Linked DNA regions of Arachis hypogaea: region 2 is linked to region 1. The links are chromatin contacts, called in public Hi-C maps. All regions are on one chromosome and are shown on one strand. Each heading gives the region's core, a stretch centred on a gene start, on an enhancer-like site or on the middle of the called end of the contact. The rest is flanking DNA. Distances are from core to core; before and after follow the strand shown.

Evidence for each region. A called contact is a pair of places that touch in the nucleus more often than the background predicts.
Region 2: a contact with region 1 is called in a Hi-C map of an unstated tissue, with 4 times the contacts expected there. The contact joins the enhancer-like site here to the promoter of LOC112764218 in region 1. A contact is called at or near these places in 5 of 8 Hi-C or Micro-C datasets (leaf and an unstated tissue).

Annotation. Positions count from the first base shown.
Region 1 is chr17:127,201,647-127,205,111 of arahy.Tifrunner.gnm2.J5K5, forward strand. LOC112764218 reads right to left here and starts at 1,845. Exons shown (of 2, transcript XM_025809769.3): 1 at 1,466-1,845; 2 at 1-601. The coding sequence starts at 1,678.
Region 2 is chr17:127,246,033-127,249,497 of arahy.Tifrunner.gnm2.J5K5, forward strand. It overlaps LOC112764290 (DIS3-like exonuclease 2), which reads right to left. Exons shown (of 7, transcript XM_025809852.2): 6 at 3,325-3,396; 7 at 1,570-2,470. The coding sequence ends at 2,105. Among protein-coding and RNA genes, the nearest start is that of LOC112764290, 6.5 kb to the right of the region's middle. Within about 2 kb of position 1,694, at least 3 of the 3 cell types and tissues checked have open chromatin away from gene starts, as enhancers often do.

The sequences.
Region 1 (3,465 bases), core at 595-3,094:
ACTTATCATAGACTTCATCACTAAAAACAAGAACATCATTCTCAATGCAAAGAGATGCAATGGAATCGAGTTCCTCTCGGGTGAACATCTTTCCGGTAGGATTGTGAGGAGTATTTATCATAATGGCACGAGTATTCTTCGACATGGCTGACTTCAATTCTTCGATTGGGACAGCAAATTCCGGAGGGCGCAAAGTGATGCATTTTATATTTGCACCAGCCATGGATAAAGTAGCTTCATAAGAATCATAAAAGGGAGCAAACACAATAACCTCATCGCCAGGGTTTATCAATCCTAATATAGTTGCAGCAATTGCTTCAGTGCACCCACATGTAACTGTAACTTCCTTTTCAGGGTCCACCACAAGTCCGCTATCTTTCTTAAATCTCTCAGCAATGGCAAGGTTCAGGTCCGGAATTCCATAGCCACGGGCATACTGATTTTTGCCATCCCTGATTGCCTGAATCGCTGCTTCCTTCACAAAATCTGGACCATCAAAGTTGGGAAATCCTTGACCAAGATTTATGGCTCCATGTTTGATTGCAAGACTACTCATTTGGGTGAAGATTGTTGTTTTGAACTTCTCTAAGCGCTTTGCAACCTAACAAACAAATACATAATTAGCAAGCATCAGATACAACAGCTGGCAGTGCTATCATTTTTATTTATTTACTTTTTGTATCTTTCATATTTTTGCAGGACAATCACCAATTTGACCCCTCAGCTATCAAAACACTGATAAATTAGTCCCTAATATGGTACTCAATACTGAGCTTTTTAGTGTTATCAAACGACCTTTTTTAGGGACTAATAACTAATTTATTAGCAATTTGTTGTTTAGGAACTAGTTTGTAAGAATGTTGATCTTTCACAAACTAATTTATCATAATTGAGAACCAAGTTGGGTTGGACTAGTGGTTAACTCACTAGTCCACATAAGTAAGTGTTGGAGGTTTGAATCCCGCCTTGTGTTTGCAGCAACCCATTGACTAGCGACAAACACTTAAATGGAACTCAGATCCGCAAACCAAACTTTTTTTTTTATCATAATTGAGATATCTTAAGAAAAATATAATATCTTTTAAGAGCTAAGTCATCAGCATTCTTCTTTTCCTGTTCCACATAAACCATGACTAGGTAGTTTACAAACAAGAAAACAAAGCCAAACTCTTCCCCCATTACAAGCTCTACTCAATCTACTAGGACATTGCATCTTGATTAGGAAGGTTTAACAAGCTAATCATAATAGCATCTTCCAACAAACTAAGTTGTACCAAATTACAAACTTTTTACCATAAAATTAAGCAATTCAGAAAGACACACAAAAGACCAATGCAAAGAAACACTGCATCATGATGTGAAATACAATTGCATCAAGGAAATCAAACTAGCTGAACAATTGGAGCAGATATAATAAAACGATCTGAAAAAGAAAAAGAAAAAAAAAAGAAGTGATAGGTGTAACCTGCAAAGGACGTTGGGTGGTGGTGGCGGTGGTGTGATTCTGAGTGGGAAGAGTGTCGGTGGACATGGTGGCAGCAAGAACGAAAGGCGATAACTTTGGGGAAGAAGGAGCAATAAGAGTGTGGAAATGCTTTGAAAAGCCAATGAATTTGGGAAAAGAAGAAGAAGGCGCAAATCTCATGGGTGGGTGAGTGCAGGTACAATGAACCTGCATACTAAATTACTGATTTTAATGGAATTTGATTCCAAATTTTGTTCATTGGTTTCCTACATCATTTCAGTGGACACTGGATGATGAATGATGATGATAGCTTTGGGGGTCAACTTCTTTTCCTTTCATCAAACTAATGCACTTTTTTTTTGGAGTACAATGGAAATGACATTTTGGACTTTTGACATAAATATACTTAGGCCCAAGTCCCCTCGGGAGTATACCTAAACAAACATCATTGTAGCCAAAAAAAAAAAAAAAAAACTAACATTCATCGAATTTAAGACTGAAAAATGTTCATGACCAAAAAAAAAAAAAAAAAAAACTTGCGAAAAATGTTTAATGAGTGAAAATAGATGAATATTATATTTTGGTTTTTTTTTCCTAAGGCTATGAGTGAGACTCAAATCTACGACTTCTAGGTAAGTATCTAAAAATTATGCTATTTGAGCTATACCTCGTTGACATATTAGATTTGGTCTTTGGATTGTCTACTGGTTTCAACCCATCCTCTTGACAAGATCTCGTAATCAAACTATGAACCACTTGTTTTTTTTTTTTTTTTTTAAGTTAGGAATGAGACTCGAACCCACGACTTCGAGGTGAGCATAGAGAGACTATGTCATTTGAGCTGTAGCTCGTTGGCAATTATAAACCACTTGTTATTACAATCAATTCCACTAGGAACCAAGAGTGGGATCAGCCAACTTCTAACAACAACTTTTGGGTTGGATCCCAAAGCCCAATTTACCAAAATCATCTCCCGAATTACTCAGCTATAACCCTAATTGTTTAAATTTTACTGTTTCACCCCAACACCTTCTACTCCCATCGGTTCTCACCCTCCAACTCAAAGCCATCGTACACCTTGTCCCACAGCGGCGCATCAGCAAGCACAAACACCATCCCCCACGGCGGCGCAGAACCACGGCGAGCACCATCCCCAGCGACGATGCACCCTCCCAACGACGACGGTGCATCCTCAGCGGCTCTCTTCTAGAGGTTTCAGTCACATCTCCGCCACGCATGCAACAACAACCATCTGCGTCAACCAGTTGTCCATTGTCCGATACACTCAACGCCGCTACGTGAAGACCATCTCTGCTTGCTGGAGGCGTGGACAGGTTTCCTTTAGTTCAGTCGCCGACTTCAGTTCTACAAGCATTCTCAAACGGCTGTAACAGGTAAGTGGATGGTTCTTAATTGATTTTGTGAATGCACATGTTTAATTAGGGTGTGTTCTACGGCAGATTAAATTTTGATGAATTGCTGGATGTTGTTCTCTAAATTGCTTAATTTTGGTGAGTTGATGCAATTGGAACTTGGATGATGCTGAAAATAGGGATTGGAAGTTGCAATTGTTAGAGTTTCGAAGTTCTTGTTTGCAATTGTTAGAGATTGAAAGTTGCTTTATCTTTAGGAGTTGGATTTTGCTGAGTTGCATGTGTGGAGATTCGATCGTGCAGTTTTTTTTTTTAAATTGGACTTTTTTTGCTACAAAATTTCGTTTGTTTCCCATTAAAAAGATTGGATGCTGTTTATTTTAAGCGTTGGTGTCTTTGATAGTATTCAAATTTAGGCGATTAATTACTACTTAGTTTACTCTACATGTATATGCTCAAATGTGTTGTATTCGATACGCGTGGTTTGCAATTTAAATAGAAAAATACAAAGGATTCAATTATCTACACATGGTGAAACAGCGCCATTTTATCCACAAATTTTTTGTTTATATATTGCTGATCATATTAAACAGATGTTCGTTCTAATGCGTATGTGGATGGTTCTTG
Region 2 (3,465 bases), core at 444-2,943, 44 kb after region 1:
AACCACCTCTTTCTCTCAATCTTTCTCTGTGAAGCATGCGTCCAGCTCTCAAAATATTACTTCAGTGTTCCTTAACATTAATAAATATTAAATAAGGTAAGTTTAGACTGTTTTAGCTGATTTTTTTTGTCTCCTAAACATTATTGTTATAAAGCAAAAATAGTAATTAATACATAATAAGATCCATTGAATTTTTAATAACTGTATATTTCAAAATCACCTATTTTTGTGAACACATTTCAAGGTTCAAATAACTTTTTTCCCCCCATTTTTTCCGTCAACTCTGTTGATATTAATATATGTGGTCTGAATATACCTAGTAAGCTATAGAGATTCTCTGCATCTCGCAAAGAGCCAAGATTGTTTATTTTATTTGTATAGCAATTAGCTAAGAAAATCACATAATTATTGGGGAATATATGGCCTTCACTAATTAAGAGGTTCCTAGCAAATAAATTAGAGGAGGAATCAGAAACTTGGCCCCCCACAGTGACAATTAATGTACAAATCACCACATGCTTGATGTTTCTGTTGTCGATTCCTGATTGTGAATTCTTAAATAAATTAGGTCCTGCAAATTAATCATGATTGTTCATGCCTTGGTTGTTATGTAAAGAGCACAGTTAGCGTTTCAAATTTTCTGTGTAGCACGTAATAATACTATAAAAGTAATGAGCAAATATTATTCGGTACTGGTATATGTTGGGTACTTACATCAGGTTATAAAAACACCAGTTAAAATGCGTAATGGAAAATTTTTTATAAGAAAATTAAAGTTGAAATTTTAACATACTTATAATCCATTTATCATGAGAAAAATAAAATAAAAATACGATTTTGAACCATCAATTTTACAAAAAAAGAAACTTCATGTAAGCCTCTACCAAATAAAAATTTTCACCTTAAGCAATGCCTTAAAACCTAACGACACTTGTTAGCAAATACTATATTGTACTATTTTACTTCTACAATTAATTTGAAGAATATATTCTTGCAAGTTGCAACTAATTCTTAATTCCACAAAAGAAGATATAAAATGTGATGCTAAAATATAAATATTAACTCCACGCAATAATAGTTTTTTGTTAACCTATACTAGTATTAACATACCGTTTCAAAATTTTGTAGTAGGTAGCTGCATTTAGGGTTAGGTAGCATCAATTATTACGTAAATGATAAACTAAATTAATCATTTGTCACAAAACTCAACTAAGCCAATTCAAGAAAACTTGTCTTTTTTGTTTTTGCAGGAAACTTTAGTCTCTTCCTCCCCCACCCTTTTCTTCTTTTCTCTCTTTCTCTTAAATTTGTTACCCACCCTCTTTTTTTGTGTGTCTATATTACCGGCCCTAGTATAATCCCTTCATTAAAAATTGTTCAACATAGCCCCAAACAAAAAATTCTTTAACCAAGAGCATGACCCAAAAGAAAGGAAAATAAATAGTGAACAGTTCGGACAAAAAATAATCAGTAAAATATATTTTGCACAAAACCATTTATAACCCTAACATATAGAGGATTTAACCAAAAGAAGACAGCAACAACGAAAATAAATCACACTCCAGCTAGTAGTCTTGAAAAATAATGCAATGTCACTATTCCATCTGAAAGGTGCATCAGTTACCAATATCAGAAACAAACATGCAGAGATATCTTGATTCTTAGAACTAAAGTAAACATTACAACATCTGCCAACCCAAACCAAAAAATAACATTGGGCTGTTGTCAAACCAAGGAAAACTAGGATGGGATTATGTTGACCCAAAGGGGAACAAAAAGGAAAATAAAAAATAAAAGGGAGCAAGTCCAAAAAAAAAAAAAAGGGAGAAAGGTATAAATTAGGTCCTCAGCCTCAATATAATGGCATAATAGAACCTTGTGGCGCTAACCAAGTGAATAATACAATGGAAGAGGCCAACAAAAACAATGGCCAATTCCAGCAAGCTTCTGTTAGAAACATAGGCTACAACAAACTCTCCCATATTTTAGTGCAAGGCCTTTTAAGCATATTCATATAGAAGTGGAAAAGTCTACTTATCTACAATGGAGCAAAGTAATAACGCCAGGTAACTTCTTGTTCTTTGCAAACAGGATCCTTACTAAGTTACCCGTAATACGAGCTCATGTACAGCCTCACCCCAATTTCAAGGGGTCCATCATCACCACCAACAGCATGGAGTACCACCGGAATTGTTGAGAGAAGATGTACCGTGAGAGGGAAAACTGCAGGGTCAATTTCGGTCCTCGAATTGGGATCCCTGTTCTCACATCCATCAGAACCGTCCGATGCAACTTTCAGGTCATATGGATCAACCACGAAAGCAACTTCTTCAAACGCCCTCCATTTATTATGGCTACCCCTCCGGAATGCACGCCTATGAGCAGACATACTTAGCACCACCGATGATGTTGCTTCGAGCCACTCCACTGATAACCCTTCAACTTCATCATAATAGATGCGTTGCTCAATCTGAACATGAGAATACATATGAGACAATCAAAGCAAAATGCAACAGAAAGGCACCACATTGCATCATCATTTCATGTACAAAAGATGCATGTCAAGACTCAAGGTTAGACATGTAAATTCTAAGTTTGGCATCTAAAGCGAAATCATGATGTCACCGAAAGACTAACCCTTTATTGTTCATTGTCCAAACATAAAAGAGACATACATGTCAAGATTTCAGGTTAGGCAATTAGATCAAAATGTTTTTGTAGCTAATGTAATTCTTCTAGCCCATTATAAGCTTCCAAATAAGCCTACGGAATAGGAACAATTAATCAGCTTTTTCTAATCGTCTCAAATAAACTAGTCTAAGAAATGGGAATTGTTTCCCCATCAGAACATTTACCCGACTGTTCAAGTAATACAATACAGTTGTTCACAATGACTAATGCAAAAAAAAAAAAAAAATGCTGCCTTCAACAATCATGTGCAGTAAATCCTGAATGCATTAAGCTTTCTCTTACTTGGTGATGAAATGGAAGAAATTCCACTTTAGGGGAAAATAATAAGAAAAAAAAAGTTAAAAAAAAATAAAATAAAATTACTGGCACCTGTACTAAACAGAAACTAGAGATGAATGCAATTAGAAGTTACTTATATAAACTAAACTGAAAATTATATGCTACAGTTGGCTGCTAAGAGATAAAAGTTCTTTCTTTTTCTTGTGCGGTGGGGTGGGGGGTATACTCCGGGAATCAATTGAAATAGAACTAGCAAGTATAAGCCCTTCAGTTATTCTAGTGATAATTTGATTATTCTTCCAAAATGCTTCTCTATGTGCAAAGCAGAAATAAATAGAGTTGCAAGTTACTTACGGCTAGCTTCTGAATATAGATTGACATGAATCTTGGGCCCAGTCCCAGAACCCTTGCTTCAGACAATAAGATCTGCAATATAGAAGAAAGTATTCAGAATCAAATTTTATGAATAAAACACAGCATAAACAACAAAAAGCT